Regions from separate parts of the Gossypium hirsutum genome. Here region 1 is linked to region 2. Evidence: chromatin contacts called from public Hi-C data. All regions are on one chromosome and are shown on one strand. The core of a region is the stretch at or near the end of the contact, and the rest is flanking DNA. Distances in the headings are between cores, read along the strand shown.

Region 1 (4,304 bases), core at 112-2,611, 200 kb before region 2:
TTTACTCAATCCTTTGAATTATTTTCTAAACAAAATGAGGCAGCTAAAAGTTCTAAATTCATAAATTCCACATGAAATGAATCCGAATAAAGCCAAGAACAGATAGAATCTATATATATACACAACAATAGAATACTGATCTTGTTTGGGAACAATATGTTTGTCAAATCCTTCACTCAGTCATATACTTCAGAATATTGTTTAAACACCAAACCCCTCACACTTGACTCAATTTTCGTTCTAAGTTTCTCATATTTTTAGGCTAGGCGTCATATGTTTCAATTATGATTAAAATATGCTGTTAGTCCCTGTACTTCTATAGTATTTGAAATCTAGTCTCTGTACTTTATAAGTTAAAAATTATATCCTCTTTCTTTTTCAATTTGAAAATCCGAGTCCAATAATTTACGCGGTTAATAGTTTCTATAAAAAATTTGTCAACTTAGCATATTCATTTCCATCCTAACAAGTCATATGGCAGCCAAATTCTTTTTCAATTTGAAAATCCGAGTCCAATAATTTACGCGGTTAATAGTTTCTATAAAAAAATTGCCAACTTAGCATATTCATTTCCATCATAACAAGTCATATGGCAGCCAAATTGGCAAATTTAGACAAAAAAAAAAACTAATAATATTATGATTGAACTAGAAACCTAAAGGACTAATGGATATTTTAACCTTCAATTATATTCTACAACTTCAGTAGCCAAATATTTTGTTCATCCAAACAAAGATGACTTCATAAAAGAATTACGTTGAAAATTCAAGTCTAAGATACGATTTATTAACAAATCTAACCTTAATCTAACACTTGCAGAGATTAAATTCATAATAAACAATGAAAATGCCCTAATTAACAGCAATATAACATATATATATATATACACTATTCAAAAGAGACCTAAAAATATTTGCTGCACAATTTAAAATTCAGCAGGATTAAAGCGCATAAAGAAAGAATCAAACTTGAACAAAAAAAAATTAGAAAAAAAAAGGTGAGGACTTTACAGACGAAGGGGATTAAACAGAGGAAGAGCAAGAGGCCAGAATTTCCACGAAGGAGCTCGTTGACCGGAGCAGAAAGAACCACGAAGGCGGAGACCACGGTGGTTAGAACCAGCTGCGCCGCCAAGATGCCGTACACCTTGCGGATAAAACCCCACCGGAGTTGGTTCTCGCCGTAGCTGAGTCCCGGGTACAAAGTCTCCCCTGATTCTAAATCTATCTCATCCGCCTTGTTGGCACTCGAGTGGCTTACGCGATCGTATCCAAACATTTTTTTTCTCTCTCTTCGAATTTTTCTTTCTCGTTGTATGTTTTCCCGGAAAATGAGAGCTGTAGAAAGAAACTGTGGGAAAACTATCGGGGGATTTAATTATATAGTATAAGGTAGCCAATCAAGATAGTTGGTACAGTGGGGACCACAGGTTGACTTCTAATTTAATTAAAATTCCGAATTAGATGAAATTAACAAAATTCATTCATCTTAAATTTATATAATTCGAATTTATCCAAATTGAATTATTAGTTTATTTAATAATTTTTTTTAGTTAAACATAATTATAAATATATTTTCTATCAAGGAAAAATAAATTTTTAATATAAGATAAAAGGGATTTTTTTTCTTCCATCTAAAACAAATAAATTTATTATTATTCGAGTTTGATATCAACTATGAACTTTTCAATTAACTTGATTAGGAATTTATAATTTTTTTTATTTTTAATTTAATCTTGTTTTGTTTGTAATTATCGTTAAAAGAAAAAGAATCTTGTTTGTTATGCTTTAGCCTTAGTTCTAAATTTCTATGCGTTAATTGACTTATTTCTTGATGTTTAGGGGCAATCACCAACCCTAAAAATGGATAGTAAAATGGACATAAAATAAACCAAAATGAAAAATATAGAAAGAAAGAAAATAGAATTATTTAAATGACTAATAATTCTATTTTAATTTTAAATGACATATTTAAAGAGTTGACTCAAATGTTGACTTGTAAAATTTTCATGAAAAGTGTTTACCCTGAACCAACTCGAATTGTCATTTTATTATTAAAGAAAAATACAAGGTACAGCTCTTCATTTTCCCTGAAAAGTACCCATGGCCGATACCCGTATCGGGCACATTCGTACATGGCTGATCCTATCCAACAATCACCTCCGAGTTTTGAGTAACATGAGATAAATGAATAAGTAGAAATGATTTGCTTAATTTGTTTCTAGGACCTCACTTAAACATGATTCAACCAGATGAGTATTCCTTTGGCAAAACTTGGTAACAATAGAATGGCATATGCTTGTTTTAAGTGCATAACCTAATCTAAACATAAAATCTAGAACAAGTAAAGAATCATCCAACCTATCACTTTCCGAGACAGATTGAACCAGTTTCTCGAAAGTCTTCTTTTGCGGTTTGAGTTGATTCTCCAGCATCTTTTTGAACCGTTCCATTCCTTCTGCAACATGTCCTCGCTTGCATAATCCAAAAATTAAGTGATTGCGAGTACAATCTTTCGGTTCTAGACCTTGACTCTGCATGTCATTTAACAAACTTTCAGCTTCTTCGATATGACCGGCTTGACATAGGCATTTTATAATAGGGGTATATGATGAAGCAGATGGCTGTAAACCCTGTGCTAAGAGTTCATGAAGCAGATTTAGACTCTCAACGACTTTTCCTTCCATGCAAAAGCCCCGGATCAGATTGTTGAACGTGATCAAATCACGAACAACGCCCTTTCGAGGCATTTCTTCAAATAAACGATAAGCTTCATCCGTCTTCCCATGTGAACATAACCCTGCTATCATGGTATTGTAACTTACTGTCATTTCACCATAACCTTTTTCGAGCATCTCCTTATATAGTCTCTCAGCCTCTTTGAGGTTATGGACCTTATAAAGACCATAAAGCAGTGCATTATAAGTGTATTCATTTGGAACCATTCCCTTGTTAATCATCTCAAACCAAAGCTTTCTGGCTTCCCTGATGTCCCCAATCTTACATAGCCCATGAATTATTGTTGTATACATGACCCTATCCGGAGAATACCCTCTATCCTTGAGATCGTTGAAAATCTGGAAACCTTCCAACCACTTTCTGTTCTTACAAAGCCCATTGATGACTTCCTGATATGTATAGATATTGGGAGCACGATCTGTAGCAATCATTGTGTGAAGAAGTTGAGATACTCTACCATAATCCTTCATCTTACAGAAAGCCGCAATCAATTTGTGAAAAGCAACCGTATCCGGCACCAACCCATCAGCCAAATTTTGCTGAAGAATTTTGTAACCTTTTGAAGCTTTCCCATCGATACAAAAGGCTTGAACCAAACACCCAAGGGTCCCAACATCAATATTGACCCCAATACCGGATTCTACCATATCCTGATACAATTTCCACATAAGATCATTCCTACCAACCTTAAGACAAGCCGATAATGCTAAATTCCAGGTCTCTATTGATGGACGATGACCGATCTCACTCAAGATTGAGAACACATCAACAGCTTCTTCAACCGATTCATTTTCACAAAGGCATCTTAAGTAACGCTCTAAAGAACCTGGCTTGGGCTCAAAACCGGTCTGTTGGAGAAAATTTCTTGCTGCTTTGGAAGCCTTAGCCTCCACAAGCTTATCAAAGAGCATATTACACGAATCAAAGTCTGGCGAAAATTCGTATTCAGACCGCAGCCAATGAAAGAAACGCAGAGAGAAAAACACATTATCTTGATGTCTCAAAAGCTCTCGGAAAAACCAGGGTTCCGAAAAATTAAAAGAGGGGAAATGTGAAACCAGTGTTTCCTCCCATCTAGAAACTGTTCTAGTAATCTTGCAAACTTGTTTGACAATGTCTAAATTAGATTGCTTTACAGAATCATTCAACTTTTCTTCACATGGTTTTTGATTCTCTACAAATTCCTTAACGATAAAACTAGTTTCCTTGGATTCTATAGTGAGATTTCTGATTTGGGTATTAGGGTTTGGACCAGTTCTAGGGTTTAGCCTAAGGAAATTTACGATAAATGATGAAGCTTTAGCCATGGAGTACCAGCTTTTTGATCTGATTTCATCAATGGGTAGTTTTGATTTAAGCAAAAGATAGAGGATTTAAGGTCAAAAACTGAAAATAAAATGGATTAAAACTTACTGAGAAATGCGATTTCGAATTCCTTGGAAGATGAAATGGAAGCCCCAATTGATTTACTTTATGAAGATTGAGATTGCTAAGAATTTCAGATGGGAGAATTTACTTTACGGGCAAAGGGTTTTAGGGGAATAATTTGTCTCGTTGGAAAAAAGT
Region 2 (4,465 bases), core at 1,188-3,687:
AATTCCACATGTTTTTTTTTCAAATCATCAATTTCACATAAATAATATAATATTATATGAAATGATAAATAAAACAAAAAACTGAAATGATTGTCAAAATCAATTTATTTAACCTCTAAGTTCGACAAGGCAAATAAAAATCATAAAATTTGGGAAACTTCGGTTTATATAAATATGTTTAAAAAGTTGAAGAAATTTTGAGATAAAAGTTTGTGTTTTTAAAGTTAGACATATGTTGTTTTAAATTTAATTATTTGATTTTTTATAATTTAATATAAATTTTTATTTTATTTATCTTTTTTATATAATGTTATATTATTCATGTAAAATTAGTGATTTGAAAAAAAATTTACATTTCGAATTTTTATTGGTTGGTTTAGCATTTAATAAAAGTTTTAACTTTAGCTACCATAATAATATATAGATTGATAGTTTAGGTACTATATTAAATATTTTTAAAGTATAAGTATCATAGTGAACATTTTATGAAATTATAAGTACCAAATAATACACAAATTGATAGTTTTGGTGCCACGTTGTACATTTTTAAGTACAAGTACTACATTGGACATTTTATAAAAATATTGATACCAAATAATACATATATTAATAGTTCAAGTATGAATTAGACTTTTTAAAATATAGATACTGTCGAAACCATTTTTAAAAGTTTAAAAAAACGGGGATCGATTTTAAAACGAGGTATGGAGTCGCCACCGACCTTTTTTAAGGTGTAATCGGATCACCTTGAGATTGATCATTTTAATAAAACATTTGATTTATTAAAATAATAATTTTAGGTCTACGAAAATTAAAAAAAAAGGTTCGGGAGTCGATTACGCACGAGGAAGGGTTAGCACCCTCGTGACGTCCAAAATTGGTACCGATTGATTATTAAATGTCCTACCGTTGAAAATTTGAAAGGGGGAAAAATTAAAATACGATTCCTTTAAAAATGTATGAACAATTTGAATTGGATTTTAAGATTCACTCGTTACAAAGAAATAAAATACCACATCCAGCACGTTAGGATACGATATTTTAAACCTCCAAAACTGAGATCACCTCACGCAATGAAATCTTAAAAGGGTATTCCATCATTTGGCCAAACGAAAAATCGAAACCCAACACGTTAGTGCACGATTTCTCGAATTTCCAAACATAGAACTTTGCCTTGTTTTGAAGTTTAGAAAACACAAACGAAATTTTAAAGGGATCTTCGATTATTTGAACAAACAGAAAATTGAAACCCATCACGTTAGGGCACGATTTTCCGAATTTCCAAAACATCTAACATCGCCTTTGTTTTGGAAATTTTTCCACTAAACAATTATAAAAACCGAATCGAAATACACTTGTTTTGGTTTGTTTAAGGGTAAAAACAATAATATGACATGAATAAATAATGAAAAAACACAAAGGAACGAATTAGGGCACATGCAATGGCGACATACCATATATTATAAAAAAGCTAATATACATTTGAAGGCTAATGAATTAAAAATAAATTTAAAGAAATTCTAAACAAATTAACACGGACAACATATGGCAAGTTTTAAAACAAATACAATAGATGATTTAGAAGAAGTGCAATTTGCAATCATCAATATGCCAACAAACAAATATATATAAAAATCTTAAGGTAACATACATGAAAATTTGAAATAAATCAAAATAAAAAAAAATAATATATGAAATAATAATATATAAATGAAATTTCAAAATAAATAATGTATATAAAAAAAGTAAGTAATATATAACATAGTATTTGTCAATTTAAATAAATAATATACATGAAATGAACATTTTATATATATAAAAAAAACAAAGGTATTTGTATATGAAAGTATTTAAAATAAATAAAATATACCATTTAAAATAGGGTCCTTAGAAGAAATATATATACACAAAATAATATAAAATCAATAATATATACAAAAAACATAATGTACAACACTTCAAAAATGATGATATAAGAAATATTTACATATATATAAGTGTAAAAAAAATAACAAAACAATATAGATGATATACCAAACAATATATATATGAATAAATAATATACATAAAATAGAAATAGCTTAATATAAATAATACATACATAAAGGAAATTAAACAGAAAAATAGTTGAAATGAATAGTATATAGAAAGATTTAAAATAAATAATAATAAAACAGAAAAGTAATAAACAAAGAAATCAAAACGGGGACAAATTTGAGATTAAAATAAAATCTGAGATCTAAAAACTAAACATCACATTAACAAGAGGATCCAAGTTGAATGCGCGTGAGAAAGAGAGGGACTAGCTGGAAATTATCCCCAAGCCCTCAAAAACGCTGCGCCTAGGTGCAAGCTAAATTGCAACAATACAGAAATTTCAAGGAAAATTTAAAAAAGACAAATAAAATGCAAATAGGGCCAATCGAAAGCTGGTGCGAAAGTGGGGGACTAATTGCGAAATCCTCCATTTATAGCCAAAACACAAGGTCAAGTCTTCCCCTTTCCCCCTGTTTCATTTTTCACTTGAAACTAAACTTGCTTAAAAACCCCTTTTTTTTGCTTTTAAAGAAAACTTTTGTTCTTTTTTTAAAAGAAAACCCTTAATGCCTTGGAGTATCTCTCAACTCCTTCACCTTCCTCCCTGCCTTAACAGCCCAAAATCTGACGACAAACGAAGCCCTCCCCATAGCGTAAGTACGACGGTGAGTCTCCCTCTCTTATATTGTTTACACATAGTACATAAAAAAATCAAAGAAAAATAGAAATAAAATCGAAAGAAAAACGAGACCTTAAATCACCTTTGAAGTATATTTTGATTGCTTTCTATTGATTTTGTATGTATTTCGTGTATAATTTCCCTCAAAAAACCAAGAAAAAAAAACCCGTTACCAACAAAATTTGAAGGCTTTATAGCCAAATAAAAATGGTTTCTTGCTGTTTTTTTGTTCAAATTGTAGGTGGAGAAGGGCAACGTCGGGCGTGGGTGTGAACGTGTAGCGAAGCACACGGGGGTCGTGCGTGGAGGTGCTGGTTTGCGTGCGTGGAAGCTGTCACGATGGCAGCAGTGGCGCAAAGGACCCTTCCCCTAGGGTTTCCTGGAAACTGTTAAGAAGATTGGCTACCGGGCCTGCTTTGATTTTGGGTTAGGGGTCTAATTTATTGGGCTTGTTTACTGAAATTGGGCCGGTTTTATTTTGGGTTTATTTGTAAATGGACTTATTTGATGATTTGTTTTAATTTTAGTTTTTTGTATGTGTAGCCTGGGTCAAAATTAGGTCTTACAGATACCATATTGAATTGTGGCAAAATTTTTAAAATTTTCTTGGTTTTGTTTCAAGTAAACAAGTGGGTAATTAACAACCATTAATCATTACTGATGAAATAGGTAATGTTTTAGGATTAAATTTCTTATTATATTAATAAAAAATTTGAGAGGGACTAATTTAATTAATATAAAAATGGAGTGGGATTAAAAAAAGTGTTTTTACCCAATCATTGCAACGGTGGCGGCTGAGAATATCTCTCACGGTTGAGTTTTGTTGTCGTGTTGCTCAAGTTTTTCAAAATCGATATTTGTGTTCACTGTACGTTAAAACATGTGTACGATGAAAAAGAAAAACTTGTCAGCATCAATGGTGATTCAAGTGATTTTAACTCTGTCAAAGCCGTGTTTGACGAAATGTCTGAAAGAAGATAATAAAAAGCCATCTTCTTTACCATTCTTTTGAAGCAACTCATCATGGCCTCTTCAGTTGGTTTTGCACACCCCACTTCTTCTTTGATCATTAACAAGGTCAGTATTTTTCAGCTCTCTGTTCCTTTTATTGTGACGGACAAAGATACTTAAAAACAGTTTGATTTTCTTATTGTTAATTATTGAACAGAAAGATAAATGCCTCTCAGTCGTCCCTTCAACTTCACAACTCTCGATTTACAAATGCAAGAAACCCATTTCCAACAACATTTCGATGGCAATGGCCACGCGACAATCAGAGAGAAAACCAGCCACCACTGGCTCAGTTACTGTTTTTTTTTTTAACCATTGATCTACATATATTTCGATTGAATTTGGGAATTTTGTAAACGTTTTTCATATATTCCATTTGGATTTCAGATGAAGAGTCCAATGACGATGACAGAGAAGCTACTTGCAAAAGGGGCGGAGAAAGCAGAGGTGAAAGCAGGCGACAACGTTTGGGTGAATGTTGATGTTTTCATGACTAATGATATAAGTGGTCCTGGTTCCATTGGTATCTTTCAGAAAGAATTTGGTGAAAATGCTAAGGTACTTCTTATTTTTACTTTTTTTGCTGATTTTATATATGTATACTTGAATTAGTTCGTATCTAATTTTATTTAATGAAGTCACCATTGCTGCCTACATCCATTGCAATAAGCTTCTCCTATTTGAGTAGGATATAATGTGCCCCGTTGGTTATTAGTTTTTGATATATGTCCAAACATG

The links. Hi-C and Micro-C count contacts between places; a contact is called where the count stands out from the background.
Region 1: a Hi-C map of leaf shows a contact between it and region 2, with 2.1 times the contacts expected there. The contact joins the promoter of LOC107888909 here to the promoter of LOC107888895 in region 2. A contact is called at or near these places in 3 of 34 Hi-C or Micro-C datasets (leaf and petal).

What each region holds. Positions count from the first base shown.
Region 1 is chrA09:55,874,488-55,878,791 of Gossypium_hirsutum_v2.1, reverse strand. It overlaps LOC107888909 (BI1-like protein), which reads right to left and starts at 1,361. Exons shown (of 4, transcript XM_016813177.2): 1 at 1,011-1,361. The coding sequence starts at 1,278. LOC107888908 (pentatricopeptide repeat-containing protein At5g18950-like) reads right to left here and starts at 4,045. Exons shown (of 1, transcript XM_016813176.2): 1 at 2,210-4,045. The coding sequence starts at 4,045. The coding sequence ends at 2,210.
Region 2 is chrA09:55,671,137-55,675,601 of Gossypium_hirsutum_v2.1, reverse strand. It overlaps LOC107888895 (3-isopropylmalate dehydratase large subunit, chloroplastic), which reads left to right and starts at 2,437. Exons shown (of 15, transcript XM_016813159.2): 1 at 2,437-2,702; 2 at 2,958-3,793; 3 at 3,885-4,019; 4 at 4,115-4,285. The coding sequence starts at 3,740.